2 separate regions of the Mus musculus genome follow, and region 2 is linked to region 1. The links are chromatin contacts, called in public HiChIP or PLAC-seq maps. All regions are on one chromosome and are shown on one strand. The core of a region is the stretch at or near the end of the contact, and the rest is flanking DNA. Distances in the headings are between cores, read along the strand shown. Region 1 has its middle 130 kb from the start of Gm46260. Region 2 has its middle 36 kb from the start of Gm39826.

What was found. HiChIP or PLAC-seq counts read pairs in DNA pulled down with a chosen protein or histone mark.
Region 2: an H3K27ac HiChIP or PLAC-seq map of VIP interneurons shows a contact between it and region 1, with 4 times the contacts expected there. The contact joins two enhancer-like sites. A contact is called at or near these places in 1 of 484 Hi-C or Micro-C datasets (cortical neurons) and 1 of 115 datasets of contacts at active chromatin or transcription factors (VIP interneurons).

Annotation. Positions count from the first base shown.
Region 1 is chr11:56,245,717-56,248,905 of GRCm38.p6, reverse strand. No RefSeq gene overlaps it. Among named protein-coding and RNA genes, the nearest start is that of Gm46260, 130 kb to the right of the region's middle. Within about 2 kb of position 1,690, at least 84 of the 459 cell types and tissues checked have an H3K27ac peak or open chromatin away from gene starts, as enhancers often do. A contact at or near this core is called in VIP interneurons and cortical neurons, where this site is marked.
Region 2 is chr11:56,761,224-56,764,412 of GRCm38.p6, reverse strand. No RefSeq gene overlaps it. Among named protein-coding and RNA genes, the nearest start is that of Gm39826, 36 kb to the right of the region's middle. Within about 2 kb of position 1,717, at least 14 of the 459 cell types and tissues checked have an H3K27ac peak or open chromatin away from gene starts, as enhancers often do. A contact at or near this core is called in VIP interneurons and cortical neurons, where this site is marked.

The sequences.
Region 1 (3,189 bases), core at 441-2,940:
AGCTTCTGCATGGATGTGCACACACAAGAAAATATAGAAATATGCCAGGTTCTGGGGCTGGTAAGATGACTCTGTGGCTAAGGGCACATATTGGTAATGAAACAAGTTCTCACCATCTATGTCAGACAGCTCGCAGCTGCTTGTTACCCCAGCTGCAGGAGATCTAGTGCCTTCTTCTTGACTCTGTGGGTACCTGCACTAATCTGGTATTCACTCACACAGAAACACACACATACACATAAATAAAATAGTAGTCGTAATAACAGATCAAATATGTCAGGTCCCAAGCTCCTCTGTTCCTATAGGCTATTTTCCTTCAAAGACATAGCATCTTCTACAAATAAATAAAAGTATTTCTTCTATGTCAATACAGGCAAGCCTCAGCCAAACAGTGCAGGTAACATGGCCAAGGTTAACAGCTAAAATAAGTAAGGAAGTGCTGCCTCGACAAATCCCTATATTCCAAGAGCAGAGCTTCCAGTCGGCTGGCTGCCTTCTCCCTGCAATGCCTCCATCTCCGGTGCCTGCACATGCCAAAAACCATAATCCACCCTGCATATTGGTTCACAATGTAGGCATCTCAGTTTTCTCAGTTCAAATTCATTGCCAACCTTAAGCTGAGCACCAGCAGGTACTGAGGAGGTCAGCTAGCCCCAGTACAGGAGATCGGTGCATTCTGTACCTTCCAAAGGCATCTGTTCTCTGTCTTTCAGATCATCTGGCAGCTAGTTAAGAAACTTGGGGGGGGGGGGGGCGAAAGATGCAAGAAACTAACTAGAGACAGACTAAAGTAGCAATATGCCCAAAGTCTAAGCTGGTGAACCGGTTCATTTATTGGGGTCACTTACAAAAGAGTGGGTGAGGAGTTACTTAGAGAAGCATGGCCTTCTCAAAGGCCACGTGCCCACCCGAGCATGGGTGATCACTCATGGGAGTTAGAACCCTGGAGTGCTCCGCAGGCAGACTTGAAAGCTCTTTCCTTCCTGGGTTTTAAGGCACCTTATTTAAACTCCCTGGGTCTTAGGAGTTTTGGAGCAAAATGCTACCCTTGGACAAAGAGAAGATGACTTCCTCCATATCTGCATCAAGGCACATTCAAACCTGAATAAACATTTAAAGTGATTACAAATTGTAAACAATCCTTTTATTTAGAAAGTCCGGCTTATAGAATCCCCAAAAGCCATTTCCCTCGGAGTTTTTAGTAATATACTCTTCCTTCCACCCTTTCTTACACAGACAGGATGTTAGAAACAGCAGACTCAGTGCCTCTGTGGTTTACTGTGTGTGTGTGTGTGCTTGCTGGTTTCTGTAAGAGTAGAAGTGAGTGGGAGAGATCACTGGTTCTGATTGATTCCTTAGATTATATTGCTGCTATCAGGAAAATCTCGGCGGACAAAAGTCTCCTCAAGGTCACAAAGTTTTCCAGGTGACAGGAGAGTTACCTGTGAGCCTTGGCACCTAGCACTTCCATGCTAAAGTCACAGCTTGATTCCACCTCTCTGCTACTTCTTTACCTGGGTGGCAGACAGTGGAGCTGCCTTTTATTCTCCAGTGCCTCAGCTGATTTGCAAAAAGAATGCCTTCTCCCTGCTTTCCAGGCCCACCTCCCTGGGTTCCCTCCTGGTACACACTGGTTGCTGCCTCCACACTGGGTTGCTTAGCAACCAGTCTCTGCGGGCTTCCTAATAGACAAAGGCTTCTCCTTCCTCTCCAACTGCTGCACTAATGCTCATTGTTGACAAGGGAGCAACTCCTGGCTGAGCATATGCTGTAATCTGGAGGCTGCTGGTTCAGGAACTTGGTGCCAAAAGCTATGGGCTTCTCTCCTGAAGCAGTGATGTCTGAAAAGCAAAGCAACTCATTACACGGTGCTGTGCTGACCAAGTGACTATCTTAGTCATTTATGAGCAATTATGTTTGAGAAGATAGTTTGTGGCATCTGACTTCGGAGAACGGTGGCATCACCCTCCTCTTGCCCCACAGACCTCAGGAAGAGGCCTTATGACATCCCTATGCACACACCACACCATGTGAGATAATTTCATACATTCCCAAGGGATCCCAGATTTAAGCTGATTCAACTCCAAACTCTTAAATCCATACAGGAGTTTTACATTGCTGTCTCTGAATTCTAACACTGGCCACTGTCATACACAGCCAAACACAGAGTAGCATTGTGTCACAAGAAATTAGGTGACTCACCACAAGATAGTCAGGAGAAAGGAGACAGTATTCTCACAGCTCTTCAGAGGCCCGTATGTTTTCCATGTATGAGATGTATGAGACAGATACATACATCTTCATGGACATGGCCTGTGGAGATGGAACCACAGAGGATCATTTCTAAGTTAATAAATAAGCTGGAGAAATACAACTTACTTTGGGTCACTGAGTAAAGCTGCAGCCCTCTCATCTTTATGAATGAAGGCGATCAGCCATTAACCACTGCATTATGGATGTCTCTGTGGCTGTGATAAGATGCAAGATGAATATAGTTAGGAATGCATGCAAGAAAGTGAACTTTCAATAAGGGTATTGGCCAGGCATTGACTGCCCACTACTGCAATCCTCTGTGTGTGTGTGTGTGTGTGTGTGTGTGTGTGTGTGTGTGTATGTATGTGTGTGTGTGTGTGTGTGTGTGTGTGTGTGTGTGTGTGTGTGTGTCCCTGTCTCTCTGGGTGTCTGTGTCTGTTTGTCTATCTTTCCCAGAAGAAAAATAAAATAGATTCTCCGTAAAAGAAGAGAAGATACACCCATCTGGAAGATCCCTGTCTTCCAGGCTAGGAAAACCTGAGAATCTCCATTAGGCCAGGGTTGCCTCTGAATCCTCAATATGTTAACTCTTCCTGCTAGGTATTATTCCATCCTTGAACACGGTGCCCAATGTCTTGCTAACTTAGTTCATGATAGTCAGTGTCAGAACATTAGCAAATGTAACTATTGGGCTTTTCATCCAGTTTCTTTACAGTTAAGTTTGAAATTGTCAGAATATCTATAGTAGATATTCTGTGATTTGTTAAATACATAATGCAATAATAATTTAAAGTTTTTGGTTCAGAGCCTGGGGCAGACCATGTGGCTCAATCCATAGAGGGCCTGTCCTAGGTTTGAGTCCTACCACTATATAAACCAGGAATAGTAAAATATTCCTGTGATCCCAATCCTAGCACTCAGGAGGTAAAGACAGGA
Region 2 (3,189 bases), core at 468-2,967, 520 kb before region 1:
TGTGTGTTCTTAGGTTAGTGTGTAATTACAAAGCCCACCCCTCCCCCCATCATCTCATCCATAGACAAAGCATGGGTGCACAGGCCCACCTACCTTAGCCCTTCCTCTTCCTTCCCCTTGGGCATGCTGTCCCCTGTGAACAGTTAGATTTCTGTATCACTAGAAAGCCACAGGTTTTTATGATTAAAATTGAACCTCCAACACACTTTACCTAAAGTGAAAAAAAAATCCATTTCATAAAGAAAGTCTGTGTACCAGCTAGCCAGATCAGAAGTTAGTGAATATGAACCGGGCAGTTGTGGAGTACTCCTTTACTTGGGAGGCAGACAGAGGCATGTGGATCTCTGAAATCAAGGCTAGCCTGGTTTACAGAGAAAGTTCCAGGATAACCAGAGAAATTCTGGCTCTAAAACAAACAAACCAATCAAACCAAACCAAAACACAAGAAAGAAAGAAAAAAGAAAGGAAACAGAAAGAAAGAGTTAATAAGATGTTTCCTGAGCACACTATGTCCAGAAACTCAATGTTTTATAGAATTTACTTTTCCCCTTTTGATCTACCCCCCCCACACACACACACCTCAAATACCCATAACCAAACATCCAAAGCTAGAGATGGCACACCTTCACTTCCTATTCTCTGTTGACCTGAGAAAGCCTCTTGTTTAGGAGTAGAAGAAATAATGATGAGTCTGAAACAAACCCATTTCTGCTCCAAGGCACAGAACCAACCAGATACACAATAAGAAGACAAACCAGGTTTGCTGGGGCATCATGCAGACCAGAGACATGTTGGGCTATGGCAGAACTGCTTGAGTCTGGGAGACCATAGCCAACAGGAGTAGCATAGCAAACACCCCTGCAGAGAGGAAGAACTGAAAGCAAGGGCTCAAAATTGTAAGTGGCCGAATGACTAGAAGCCTATTTACCTAAACTTTGGATTGACAGACAGCACCAGCCTCTGCACTCATCTTTAAGGAAATCTCACAGGCAGTCCTTGAAAACTCAAAGCCACACACAAAGGAGAAAGATTCTTTGTCCTGTTTTAGTGAGCCTTCAGGTCTCTGGCCTGTGTTATCCAAGAAGGAAGAATCACTTTTTCCTTTTCTTTCTTCTTGCCTTCAACTGAGTCTCTCTTACATTTTCCAAAGCACAGAAGAAAAAAAAAAAAAAAAAAAGAAAACCCAAATGGACAGCATGCTGGCAAGCTCCTGGTGTTATCAAATGGAACTTGAGCATTCTGTTTCAAATTTTCCTGAATGAGAACCCTGTGGTCTACAATAGTGCTTTCAATCTGGGGGACTCAATGTTCTCTGGGAAGAGAGGTTGGGGCCACAGGAGCACAGCAGTGCTGGCCAAATGAAATTAGCCAAAAATCAAGAGTCCCTCTTCAGGCAGTGGTGCCTTGCTTAACCTGGATATGTAGAAATCAGAGTCCAATTTGCAAGTATTTTGAAATACAATTCTTTGCACAACAGCCCATCAGAACACAAAGAGAATTCTCCCAGGCACCAGCAGATGGGACCCAGCTGGAACTCACATTCTATCAGCTGTTCTCGTCTGACTGTGACGTTCTCCACTTTAACTACAAAGAGCGTCTCAAGCTCTTAATTTTGTATCCAAGTTCAACATCAAACTGTGTTTCCTTATTTTCTCTTACAAGGTCCTTATATGGTATTTTTTCCCTCTTTGCTCCTATAGGCCAGATTCTCTCTTTTCCGTCCAGGTCAGCAGGGGCTGGCTTCCTGCTGTCTAGTACATGGGGCCTCTTCCTCTCACCCACTGCCTCCCTATCCAGTGCTTAAAGGCACTCCTCCTAGCTTCTGGTTTCTTTATGCTCGGAGACATTCTCTCCTATAGTTATTCAGAAAATAGAGAAATGGCTGAGCCTCCTTGCATTTCCTCATAAGCACCTTGTAAGAGTGACTCAGGAAGTACACAAGGTATCAGCCATTCCAGAGCACTTAGAACCTTGACTGCTTTATGGTGAGCACTGGATAAATATCAACATAGTCATCGTTATCTTAAAAAAAAAAAAAAAGCACTTGTACTTTAGAGTCAGTCACACTCAGAATAAATCTAATTTGAATTCTGCCTTGGCCTCTCGCTGTTTATCCTGAGCAAGTTAGTAATGCTTCCTCGGCTATGAAATGAGCAGTATCATGCAGCACCCTGTAGCATCAGCATCAGAAAAAAAAGTCTCCCCCCCCAAGTGCTCCCCCCTCAAATGTTACAAAGTTTCAATCAGCAGCATGCCCAAACATAAGACACACACTCTTAACTTGTCTCTTCCTTCTTTTAAATCTTCTACTTTTTTTTTCTATTGAGACATGTAGACTACTGTGTACCTGCCGGTTATGCAATATGGGTAAGCTGCAGGTGGCAATCAAAGCAGGGTCAAAAAAGCATCCCCTGTCAGATGCCAATCTTTTCTGGGCTGGGAAGCTGGCGATCTTCAAGCTGTGCTGTTTTGACTCTTAGAGCTCAGTAGCATGATCTGATTTCACGCTGTGATGATATTAATACTAATTTTTTTCTATTTGCTTGTTTGTTGGCTTTTCTTTTACATGTGATCACTTGAACCTTTGGGGGAGATTTACATTTTAGAATACTTTGGTATTTCTTTGTTGTGTGCATGTGTGCACATGTGTGCCTGGGTATGTTGCCTGGGTATGTGTAAGAATGTCTGAGTATCAGAGGTTAAGACTATATGTTTTCATTAATATTTCATCTTATTTTTTAAAACAGGGTCTCTCACTAAATTACCATCCCCTCTATACCACCTGGACAGTGACTCTCCTGGGATCTACCTGTCCCAACTCCCAAGAGCTGGAATTCCAAGTGTGGCCCACAATAGCCAGCCTTTTCACATGGGTGCTGTGTGTCACATGCAAGGACTCAAGCCTGCAAACAAGCACTTTGCTGAGTGAGCTGTCTCCTTATCTCTGAAGATCGTTAGTTGTTCAGGAAACTCAGAGCTCTAGATCTGGGTCATTTGCCCCTTGATTTATACTCTTTGATTTATTCCCATGGCCCACTGAACCTACTTGCCTCAGCAGCCACTCCCTCTGTTGACCTGTGTGTTCACTGGCTTAGACTTTACTCATGCAAGCATTTGTTCATCACAGTCACCAGTTACAAGGTAAGTTCAAGAAGGAAATGAAAATCTTTGTTTATTCCCGCTCTACTC